Regions from separate parts of the Anas platyrhynchos genome. Here region 1 is linked to region 2. The links are chromatin contacts, called in public Hi-C maps. All regions are on one chromosome and are shown on one strand. The core of a region is the stretch at or near the end of the contact, and the rest is flanking DNA. Distances in the headings are between cores, read along the strand shown. Region 1 overlaps NCKAP5 (NCK associated protein 5). Region 2 overlaps NCKAP5 (NCK associated protein 5).

The links. Hi-C and Micro-C count contacts between places; a contact is called where the count stands out from the background.
Region 1: a Hi-C map of skeletal muscle shows a contact between it and region 2, with 2.5 times the contacts expected there. The contact joins two enhancer-like sites. A contact is called at or near these places in 2 of 8 Hi-C or Micro-C datasets (skeletal muscle and subcutaneous adipose tissue).

The regions. Positions count from the first base shown.
Region 1 is chr7:10,604,986-10,611,095 of IASCAAS_PekinDuck_T2T, forward strand. The region is part of intron 3 of NCKAP5 (NCK associated protein 5); the gene reads right to left. Among named protein-coding and RNA genes, the nearest start is that of NCKAP5, 73 kb to the right of the region's middle. Within about 2 kb of position 1,901, at least 1 of the 8 cell types and tissues checked has an H3K27ac peak or open chromatin away from gene starts, as enhancers often do.
Region 2 is chr7:10,453,417-10,459,724 of IASCAAS_PekinDuck_T2T, forward strand. It overlaps NCKAP5 (NCK associated protein 5), which reads right to left. Exons shown (of 22, transcript XM_072040698.1): 6 at 4,889-4,952. Among named protein-coding and RNA genes, the nearest start is that of LYPD1, 210 kb to the left of the region's middle. Within about 2 kb of position 2,110, at least 1 of the 8 cell types and tissues checked has an H3K27ac peak or open chromatin away from gene starts, as enhancers often do.

The DNA of each region.
Region 1 (6,110 bases), core at 651-3,150, 150 kb after region 2:
TAGCATGCCCAGATATCCACGCTGACTCAGAGTACTTTTTGTAGCAAAAAATACAATGAGGGTCTTAACAGGAGAAGATATGCCCAAGCTCAACATGAGGCAGTTTCGCTGACTAGAAATCAAGACAACAGTTTTATGTTTTAGCAGGATTTGGAGGGCAGGCAGGGGAACAGCACAACATTTTTTGACTTTTGACTAAGCAAGCCACAATCCAAGCCTCAAGCCTTTACCCTGTTCCTCTTCTCTAACCTCTTTAGGCAGAGGTTTTCTTGGAAAACACGACACACTGATCTCCTCGTGCAGTAAGGGAGAGCTAAGCAAGGCAGAGCGCTGCAGGCTGAGGCCGTGGGACAGATGCAGCTGCACAGAACTGGGGGATGCTCAGAGGCTGTCGTGGGGATCTTTGTGGATTCACCAGCAACTCACATCTGTGCCAATCAAAGAAATAAGGAGAAAGTTATATGGAATCCAAGCACCAAGGAAGGATAGTTAAGCACAACACACGTGCATGATGTTTCACCTCTAGACAGAAACATCATTTGTTCTGACCTCGTTTGAGATGTTAAAAGATGTGTAAGAACACCATTACGCATGGATGGCATGAGCTCCCATCTCAGGGTGGGAACAAAACAGAAGAGATTATTTAGATCAAGAATTGAGTAAGCTTCATTTTGTAGGAAGGCGAAATGAAAGCATACACCCATCCCCACACCCCCACTGTCCCCAAAAAGCAAAGCCAAGGCATTACAGTGGTCCTGCTAGGGACATCTATAGGGTTCTATTTGAAAAGTTCTCTAGAAACTTTCTCCTACTAGGAAGTTTCTCCTCAAATTGTTTTTCTTAGCCACTCATTTCCTCTGCACTTGGCAACTGGAATACAGAGGCAAACACACTGCCAAACAGATCTCAGCATTCACCCCTCATTCCCCAATTTATATTCATTAAAGCTAGTCTGCTTTTTACATGTATTTCCGAAGGAATGGTTAAGAGCAGGAGGAAAACAGAAATGCGTAACCAAAGCAAGTATCACACACCCATTTTAACACATTTCCGTCACGTATTTTTGTTCCAGAAGAACATACATAGCCTGCTCAGCCTGAAACACAAAACCCCAAAGTTACAAACTGTGAAGATGGCCACTGTTAACAAATTGCAGATGCATGAGACCTATCCAGAAAGACCTCACAAATCAGCAGTGAGGGAGAAGAGAGAGCAAATCATGCAGAAACTATTTAATCAATGAGTAAAGACAATTATAACATCTGTTAATCTTTTGTGTAGGTTATAATTAGATGCTGCGGAGGAGTAGCCTTTAAGGGGGGAGGCAGGGAATCCTTTAACATCTGCTAGAAGGGCAAACACTGTGCAATAAATGACTTTAAATGCAATCAGCAAAATGAGAGCTGTGCAGAGTTCACAAAAGGCCTGTATAAAAGATTGAGGATAACAAAATATTTTGCCAAAGGTCAACTCCTGCAGCACAAGAGCCTGAATAATGACAGCTAGTTTAGAGGCCACATCAAAAACAAACGTGATTGTACCTCTGAAAAACAATTCTTTTCTCATTTGTGTCATTATAGCAAAAGCACATGCTGCTGCTGTATATCACGTCAGCTTAATGACTTATTAGAGCTGTATCTATCAACCTTGAACAGTTGCGAATAAACAGGTAGCTACGATGCATTTCAAGGATCAGAATTCAGTCTAATTAGACTGACACGGAACTGTGGTGTGCTGCAAAAATGATGTGATTCTTATTTTAAATAATTAATCATTCCGTAGCTTCTAAAAAATCTAATTATTTACTCATTTTGCCCTTGAAAACAACCATATGCTTTAAGCTGCTACTCACTGAAAATGCGAGCCCAAGAGGGAGTTACTTTATCCAGTTTAACGTGGCCCTCTACTGGCAAAATAGCCCCCAAAATCTTACCACTATGAACCATTTTGTCAGATCCAGGGAGCTAAGCAGCTGAAAAGATCCTACATTTTACAGCAGAGTTACCCCATATTTTAGAAAACAGCAACGTGGAGCAGAGCTTTAGGAATGTGTAGAAATTGAGCCATTGTTAATCTCCTCTCGAGTTCCCCACTACTCCTTTTACCCAGCAGATGCAGCTCTGGCCATCCACCCGAGCACTGGAGAGAAAAGCCAAGCGCTCATGTCTGGTGGGGTAAGTCATTTCAGAAGCAAAAGCCATCCTCTTACTCGTGTGTCAAGTTGTGCTGTATTCCTCAAGGAGCGCTGCTGATTCCAAAGTGGATCAAATCACACGTGTGAGCTCAGTTTGCACGATTAGCTAATACTTAGTGCTGGGGAAGTAAGCATGATACAACCCAGCTGCAACAAGAAGAATAGCTCTCAAAAAACAAATGATAACCACCACCAAAAAGCAAATTCAGTGCACAAGGAGTCCTGCTTCTTTTTTTTTCCCCCACCATTACTGACAACCCGCAGTGGTGATTCAACACAGCTTCAATCAAAGTGAAGCAGACAATGCAATTCGCCTCTGTTGTTGCATGCAGTAATTAACTCTTCCTGTTTGCATTATGCCTGAGCAACAACGAAACAAAAGGATACGGTAAACTGTTGAATTTAACAATTTAGATAACAATGAATTATAATAATCAATTAGCACTGTCAAAGACCAGAATTTATGGCATATTTGGTTCTGCACAGACCTATTGTGTGCACTATCCAAGGCTAGTTTGGCTCAGGAAAACAAATAGCGGCGTCTTGTGGGCAGCTTATCAACCCCGCGGTTTCCCGGTAGCATTTGTTCTTGCTCTGTGTCAATACCAGTAGTCCATTTTTCAGCAACATAATTTTTATCCACTGTTTTATAATCCAAGCTACTGCTCAGGGCCTGCATCATTCACAGCCCAGTGTTACTGCCAGCTTCCCGAACCCGCTGCTGCAGCACTGACCCCATCCCTGGGACTCACCCCATCCAACTCCGCATGCCAGGCTAGGGAATCATACACAATTTCTAAGTATTTTTCAGCTATCTAACTTTCCATCCCCAAAACACTGTGACTAATGTATGCAACCATCAGGGAACACTTAATGCACTTCAGGTTTCTGCACGGTATATGAGAGGGATCATCAGGCAGCACGGAACAGTACTGCAGGTGCTAACGGTTCGTGTTGTACTTACATTGTACATTTATCCTATTTTAGCAATAAAACTCTACTTTAGATGCTAAAACTTCCAAAGGTGTATATTAGCAGCTTTGGTAGGGATTTTTGGGAAGCATAACTCCATCCTGCCAGGAGCTGAACATGGCAGAGCACCTCCTGCTAAGCCCTGCCGCCAGCTGTGCTCCCCTTGGCACCTTTGTTCGGTGGCTTTTATCCCAGCCTCAGTCCCACTTGTCGGCTGATGACAGGCTGGAGCCTGCACTCATTCCACTTCTTTTCAGACAGCCAGAAAGCCCGAAGAATTGCCATTCTGCTGGCAATTGTCCCCTTTAATGCCATCCCACAATGTTATCAGATAATATGCGGTGTCCTTGGGCTTATTTCTCAGACCTGTGGCCTCTACCCAGGGAAAATCCAACCAGGGGATCGCTCGACTGAAAACCGAGCTTGCTCTGTAGCCTAATTTGCGACATTGAAATATAGGAAAGAAAATGTAAATGTGAGAAGGGAAATGTAAGAAAGAAAAATGAAAATCAAATGGCCTCAAGCTCATCAGGTTTCGAGAGTCTGCTCCTGCTCTTAAAGCAATTATCTGAAAATTTGCTCTTGACTCAAGTGGAAGGGGAATTGGACCCTACCACAGGGCATTTAATGGGGCAAGATTTCTACTTGTTTAAATCTAAGCCTCAAAACACTAGTATGCAACTCACACTATGCGCAAGAATAAGAGCAGAAAAGTCCATGAAATTTTCTTAAAACAGGAGTGACATCCACATTTGTAAGAGCAGGACTTGCACATAAAATGAAATTAGGTGGGAAAGCTAAGTGGGCCCTGATTATTATTTTTTTTTTTAATCTCAGTTTTTGTTCTGAAGGTCTTGTGGGCATTTGCCACCACGATGCATGAGCTTTGCAAACATGAATACACTTATCAGCTCACAGCAGTAGATCATCATTACTGACCACAGGCTGACAGAGGGAAGGAAAGACTGGCCACAGGAGTCAGTGTGGTAGGGCTCAAAGCACCTTGCCTTCAGCCCATTCCCTCTCCCCAGCGAAAGGCTCTATCACAATGCCCTGTTCTCCACTTCCAAATTCAGTGGCAGCTTCTACAAAAAGGTCTTTTAAAGGAAAAACTCTTTTAAAGAACATATAAACTTTTTTATTTATACTATTTCTGAAGGAAGAGGATGAATGCACAGAACAAAACTCTATGCCCTCACTTAAGCCCCTATTTAAAGCCCCCCAAACCTTTGCCATTCTCATGGCATGGCATCAATGCAGAGCTAAATTTAGGGCTCTTTTTTTTTCTTCCAAGAGAATACACTTCAGTTCCAAAGACAGAACAACGGGTCCTAAGTTACACATCTTGACATGCCAAGCCACATTAAAACATCAAAAGAAAAGACAGACAGGTTTTGATCTGCTATAGAAACAAGGTCACTTGAGAGAGGCATCTGCAGTTGCAGCCACCCAAGCCTGGGAGTGAAGCCCCAGTAATCTGTTGCTGTGTGTGACTGAGAGGCCTTGTAAACAAAGTCAGTGGCAGGAGAGGCAAAAATAAAATAAAATAAAATAAAACATTAGTGCTAATAATTAAGGAGGAATCCTCCTGTTTGATTGATTTGTGCTGGCTTAGCCTCATAATACTTGCCCTCTAGAATCATAGATTTCTGATTTCATTCTTTAGAAATGTGCTTTGTCTCCCCAAAGATCATTAAACAGAGGTAAACAGTAATAAAAGAGATCCTCATACACGGTCCTGTGATCAGGTTACTTTCTGGAAGAGCCACAGCAATTGAAATTGCAGTAATTTAGAACGGGCTCCTGTGAAGGGCTGAAATGAGAAGCAGGAGAGCTGTGGTCTGTTACCAGCTTTTGAAGAAGGTAAACTAAGTTTTAATAAATCACCGCTCTGGGTCAGTGTCCCCCTCTGTAAAATGGGAATAACAGCATGACAATCTCACCTGGTTGTCACGAAAATGAGTTAATTGGTGGCTATAAACACAGCTCAGTCCTCAAACAGCAGGCAGTGCAGAAAAAGTTTATTTCACAGCAGTTACCAAAGTAGTAGTGGTTTTGTCCTGATGTGTCAGGATTTGTTGGATTTCTAACATTAATACTCAAAACAAAGTAAAAATCACTGTTTCTCATATAATTGACAATTCATTTAATCCAAAAGGCGTCAGATTTCAAAGCAGGGTCCGACTCTCTTTTAAACTTAACTACCTCCAGAACTTGAACAAGGAAAAAGAGTAGAAATAGCCAAGTTTTACTTTAAATCTCTGCCTGCATAAGCAGCAAAACAGTTTTAAAAGAAAATATGTTAAAGACTACAAGGAAATTATATTAAAAATTCACACTAATTTTGAGTATTCAAATAAATGCCACAAACTGATAAAAGAACAATCTTTAAAAGACAGACTGCTTTTTGTTTGCTTAATGGCAATATGATATTTTAAGAACCTTAGAGTTTCATCAATTATATTAAGAGAGTCACTTCAGTGCAGCCTCATACAAACAAAAGCTAGATTCAAGTTTTCATTTGCCCTTTATCCTGTTACAGATACATGGCTGCAATTCCTAACTACATACTTGCTGCTCTTTTAATTAAACTACAAACAGCAATGCTGACAAATTCCTAGAGAAAATAAGCTTTACAGAGATGATAAAAACACTAAAACAGCAAAAGTCTTACTTGCAGCAGTTCAGTCAAAACATGCCAGCCCTGGAGAACTCAGAACCGTAAGAAGTCTTTGCAGTCCAGAAATTCTCTCGAGTTTATCCAGTGTTTATTTACCAAGCTTTAAAAGTCTGTGGTTAGAAGAACAGAGTTAGCTTTCTGCACCATCCACAGCACTACAGAAGTCCTCCAGTAACAGCAGACATGAAGTTTGCTGATAGTTGGGTTTTCTGCTGCTATGTAGTTGCTCAGTACTTGTAAATACAAGCTCTGTGGACAAAGTCC
Region 2 (6,308 bases), core at 860-3,359:
TAATATAACTTGTTTTTCCATTATTAGCACCATCTGAGCCTGTTGAAAGCCTTAACCAGGGCTTTAATTTTTCCACAGAGAGCTTTAAATTAATTAGTGGTTTACATGCTAACAAAGAATCTGATACATTCATAAATCAATCTAATGCAGAAGGATTACCAGAGGGTGGAAACCTATTCAGTGGGGACCTCACATTCAGTTAACATGGTGGTTTTTAACAAAAGGGTGCAGGTGTGGAATAGACAGACACCGGGAAGAGCCCACGATAATCACTTTGCATCACTTAAATACGCAGCGGGACACATGGTAAATCAGAGCCTAGGGCCCACCCTAAGTGAAAGCCATGTACACATAAAAGGCGCCATCATCCCACTTTAACCTTCACAGCTAAATTGCCAAAGTGGCACAATTTCTTTTGTGCAGGTTACAGGCCACTGAACTAATGGAAAATAGAGTAGATTTAAAGTACTTGGATGCAGAAGTACAAACTAATGAAGCAACCCTGTAACATGTATGAATATAAAAGGATCGAATAAATAAAATCTTGAACTTTTTCTAGGTAATTATCAACTGAAGTTATTAAAACATGATGTAATTCTGTGTATGTTTGGTTCACTCAAGGTATTTAATCTAGATGTCTGCTAACACAACACTTAATCTATCACAAAGACTCTGCTATGTAACTATGGAATCATTTTTCTTGTATTTTTCCTAACCCAGCATTGTTCACTGTTAATAAAATCTCACAAAAATGAACACTTTTCCTGGTATTGTTCTGTGTCCTAAAGATCCAAAGTCAGGCACTTAAGGTTTGGTAAAAACATGTGGATTTAATGAGTCAAAAATAAATAAATAAAAGAGGACTGACTAAAACAGTTTCTAGCTTTTATGATCTTTTGAAATAAACACTTCATCTGTATGGAAAGCTGATAATTTTAATAAAGGAGACACCTGCACAGTCTCCATCAAATTCATACGCACTGTACACACATGAAGTGATCGTATTCTTTTCCTTTACAGAAAGGTAAAATATCTTTGATGAGTCAGAAGTAACATGACTAAGAACATTTCTAAAATGCACATTAAAGAACTGAAGGCCAAAAGCAAAAGAGCCTCACCACAGCTAGGCTCACTGCTGCTGGTGCTTCCAGTAGCTTGACTGGCAGCAGAGCAGATGTGCCTTCTGGTAATGACTAATCATTAATATTTACTGATGAGAAACTTGAGCAAATGTCAGGTATTCACAGCCTAAATTTATTTGGTTCTCCTAATTCAAACAATTTATAAATGCACGTTCATGCAATCTTATGTATGAGGTATCAATTTCTATACAGCCATACGGAAAAAATGGGATCTTAGAGTCAGCTCATATTTTTGGTGATGAACACTAGTCTTGAAGTGCAATACCTTCATTTGTTCTCTTCTTTAGAGTATCTTCTGGTACATATCTACTTCCAATAATCCAGTCATGAAAAATACATGTCTGGGACATTGGAAAAAATACATTTCTACAGGGACTGTTGTGGAGCTGACACACTGGTATCGCACACAGTACAGCATGCCTGATCTTTTAGCCTTAGCTTTTAAAAAAGGTCTCCTCATAAAAACCACATTCCCTCATCACTCACCGTGTTATTTACACAGATGCACAAATCCCTTTTTGAGCAAAGATATCACAGCTTAACTAGTTTCTACAGCACATGCTTAGTGTTGATTGTTTGATGTTGTTCCTGTGTCCGAGCAGGCCTCGCCGCAGCAGTCCCTGCCTCAGCTTCCAGGGACCACATGCGAAATGCAGAGACCGCAAATACTGACGGGCCCCCGTGCAGGGAAGCGAATTATAAATAGCATATTCTTCACATGATTTCTGCAGAGAAGGCAATAGTGAAGTCTACGCACAACTTTCTCACACTGCGATCAAACAGACACCGAACGGAGAGCAGGCAGGGCAGGCCGAACCCCGTCCTGCAGCCACGCGGTGCCGGGGACAAACACCTCTGGCCCTCTGACTCTGCTTGTCCTAGAAGTGGCCGTGGGTTGGTGTAATGCCACCACCTCTTACACTCATGACCCATCTGTATTGCAAAACCCCAATAAAATGTAAATTCTTTGAAGGAAGGAAGGAGCACTGGCACGGTACTAAATGAGGTGCCCCCCTGCAGAAGGCTGGGTGATGTTTCGTGCGGTTTGCAGATGCAGGAGAGGCGGCACGGCTCCTCCTGCAGGCTGCTTTCCACCCACCCCACACCGTGTACTCTCTGCAAGACAGCACAGTGCTAATAGCAGCAACTGCTGTCACCCCTGCCCTTCCCAAATGAAGGTGTTAGCTCATCAAAAGGCCAAAGCCAAAGGCTTGCTCTGCCCAAAATCCCCCTCCAAAATTTCTCTGTGCATCTTTCCTAACAATGTGCCCTGAGACCGGCCTGCGGTGTGGGCTCCGTGCTCGACGGCCCAGGAATGCAGCCTACCGGAATTACTTGGTCCACGGCCTCCCCTGCATTCAGATACTCCATCTCCCGGACCCATACCGCTTCCACACTGCTCGCTCACAGCTGAGTTCATTAATGTTAATTAATGACTGCTGTGTTTCGTATTAAAATTACCGGTTTTGAGCTCTGAGACACAGGCAAGTTTCCATACATCAGCTGCTTCAAAGCAATTGTCTCTCCAGGCGCACTCTGCCTCAGCAGTAGTTGCAGGATAATTGTGGAAATGACCCCTCGGGAAAGAGCAGGAAAACAGTCTGATATTTACCTTGGGGAGAGGCTGCACCCCTGGGGAGCTACCTGTCAGCTTGTAACGGGCTACAGCACTCAGCCTCGCAACCAATTATCCAAAAATCACACTCTGCTTAGCAGTGCCGTGTGAGGAATCTCACAAGCCTGCAGGAAAAGGCACCCGGCGTTCCTGACCCCCAGGAGATGAAACCACCAGGTGGGTGCGACACCAAGGCCAGAAGCCCAAGCCTGGGGCTTTTTCAGAGGCCCCACTGCTTCCCTGCCCTGCTGCAGCCCTCTCCCAAAGGCATGTTATCATCTCCAAGCTGCTGAGAGCTGCTGGGACAGAGGAAGCTCGATTCCCATTATTCTGTGCTGTTCCTTGAGTCCAAAAAGTATGTAAGCAAAGTTACTGAACAGTAAATAAAAGGAATTGTAATGGTCTTTGAATCCGAGTGTCATTTATCAGGCAGAGAGGTCTTGCAGCAGTTCACTTGTTATGACAACTCTTCTTCCACTATAAATTACTTCAGGAGAGTGACAACCTACAAATTATAGGTTTTCTACTAAAAATAGGGGGTCTCTGGAATTGCATATACCAAAAGCATTACCAGGTCTAGAAGGTTAATCACTGTTGCTTATTTCATGAAGTCTTGAATTATCCCGCTAAGTGTATTTTACATGCAATATATTATATTAGTTCTATGCCTCCCAGGGAAAACTGGTTTAAAAAAAAAATTAAAGGAAACACTTCAAATACAGTAAACAGCTCTTTTCAGATTTTGAAAATTGTTTACGCTGGAAACTAAAATGCAATTCTAAACCCCATGCCTGATCTTTGCCATCCTTCCTGAGGCAAAATCCCCTCTGAAGTCAGCAGGAGTTACATCGTGGTTATCGGCTGCTGGATTACAGCTCAACGTGACAGAAGTTTGCTTCTCAGTTCCTAGAGAACTTCTGCCCCAACACGCACCCCATAACCAAGTGCCCCATCGCCTGACTGCTGAACTCTCAAAACTTTCTGGTGGCCAAATCAGCCCCAGCACAGACCCAAGGGTCTTGGGGTAATGCTTGCACCATGCCTGGCACACAGCAGGATTTGGTGCAAATCCCACTGCCCTCCTTCCCCTCACTACGAGCCATGAAGATTGCCAAGGCTCCTGTCAGCCACCCTTCCTCTGTTACGGAGCTGCACGTGGCTATCATATGGCTCATGGCAGGTTTCTCCTACCTCTCACCCACATCCCTCCAAACCTTCTTGCATTGCATTGATCACTAATAATGATTCATAAAATGCACTCACCAGAGGCAGCTGGGATTTTAAGGATCTGGAAGCACACAGCTAACTGAGTGTACAGCTCCTACACAGCTTCTCTCCACCAGGTTAAACAAGCTTTGCCCCAGATTATTTCACAGCCATCTATGAGACCCACTCAGATCAACAGCAGCTTCCTAAGTGTGTCTGAGGGAGTGGATCTGGGTTTGGGACTTTTCTGCTTTGTTATCCCATGGAAGCCTACAACATTTTATCCAAAGACAGGGACAAACAAACTTCTTAACAGATGGGAAGAGTTCCTCAGATATTAAATAATTAAGCACATTCTGCACATGTTGGCTCCGAAAGAAAATTGTTTTGAAGAGATAAGGCACTCTGTTAATTGAGAGCTCTGGTTAACCAAAAATCACTCATTTCAACTTTTGCTCACAAGCCTAATCTCAAACTGCTATGAGAAAAATGAAGATATAAAGAACATTACATGATTTACAAATTGATTGGATTGACTTTGTTTTTAATTAAAGCTTCCATGCTTGCACTCTTCCATCTTTCTGCAGCTGGCCAAGATTTAAGGCCAACTAAAGGCAACTAAATCTACTACATTTTGATCTGAAATTGCCCTTCTGTGCTCATGGTCTTGCTTGCCTCTCTTCCCATTCCAGTGAGCACCATCAGCAGGGAAAAGGAAACAGCTTTTCACTACCGCAACTTTCCCCAGAAGCCAAGACAGAGCATTGAGCTTCCTCAGAGGTATGAATGCATGGTTGGCACCCATCGTTACATCCATGACAGCTTTAACACTTGGGTGTTCATCTTCAGCAAGACGAAATGGACCTAAGGCCTGGACAGAAGCAGTACAGTAAGAACCGCAAAGCAGAGGGGTGCCGCAGCTTACCATGGTTCCTTCACTCTTACTTTGTGCAACTTCTCGCTGCAGCCGAGCCACAGACAGCTTCTCCCTACGGAAAGAAAAGCGTGTGAATAGCATTTCATTTCTCACTGCTGGAGAGGACGCGCCACATCCACGTCACGGCGGCGTTCCTGCACGCCGCTCGGGTAACCCTCCTGGCAGAGCGCTGCCATATTTCTGTGAGGTATTTAACGGCTGTGTTATTGTTTCATTTTGCGGCAGTCTGACAGAACTGGCAATAAATCAACAGAATCTCAACATCATTTGCTCCGTTCAAACACCAGAACAGCTCATCACGCTGCTGGTACAGAAGCAGACCGTGCAAATCAGGCCGCGTGATTTGTTTTCCTGCGGCCCTGCACATCAGCCTCTGCTGCACTGCATTACCACAAGCTAGAAGACTGTTAAATTATCAGTAAATGTATGCATAAAATTAAAATAAATATGCTCCATTTCTAAACATAGTGTAGATATTTTGCAATTTTATTCTTTCTATTAAGCTTTTTTTTTTTTTGTACAAGGCCTTTACCCAAATCTTTGTCTTGACTCATATAGCAATTCACGTGCTTAATTAAGAATTTGGCAATCACAACACAGGTTCTCCTGAAAAGTTGTAAGAAAGGACTGGAATTACACTTTTAGTATGTGCAGAAAGGGAGATGTTTTCAGTGTATGGACTGGGAGAATGTAGCACGTACCAAGTCTGTGAACTACAGAATACTGTGGCATGGGAGACCCACAAGGAACAAAATCCCCCCGTGTTCAGGAGGTCCCAAATGGTCATCAGAGTAATCGTAGGCATTAGTAATATTGTGATCTGTGAACGTACAGTGCTGAAAAAAATGAATATTGGCAAAAGCTAAACACAACGCAGCCACCACCCCAGAGAGGCTGCATTTGTGTTACTGCAGAATATTTGGATGCTTTTGTGAACATGTGAAAAATGACTGAAAATGGAGGAGTGGCAATAATATAAGAGAGAGCCTTAATGCAAGTATCCTACAAACTGCTTCTAAACCACACATGTAACCCTCCCTCTGCCCTGCTTGGTCAGCGTCACACTATCACACAGTATCACAACTTACAACATTGGTTAAACCTATTTTAAGGATGTAATAAAAATAGCCAGTTGCCTTTTTGCGCTGGTTCAGTGCCCTAATATGTTTTAGCGGAAAAAGCTTGCATACCCTTTGAGGGGGAGTTGACTTTTTAATTGCAAAACAAATGCCTGAAGATATTTTATGAGAAAAGATTTAGGGAAACAAACAAAGAAACAATCCACGAACCAGTCTTCCATGTACTTCCAATCTGCATAGGTTTAGTTATTCCTCCTGAATGAGGACAATGCTTTTCCCTCTCCATTTTACCCCTAACAGAGATCTATTTACACATTTCTGGAATTCTG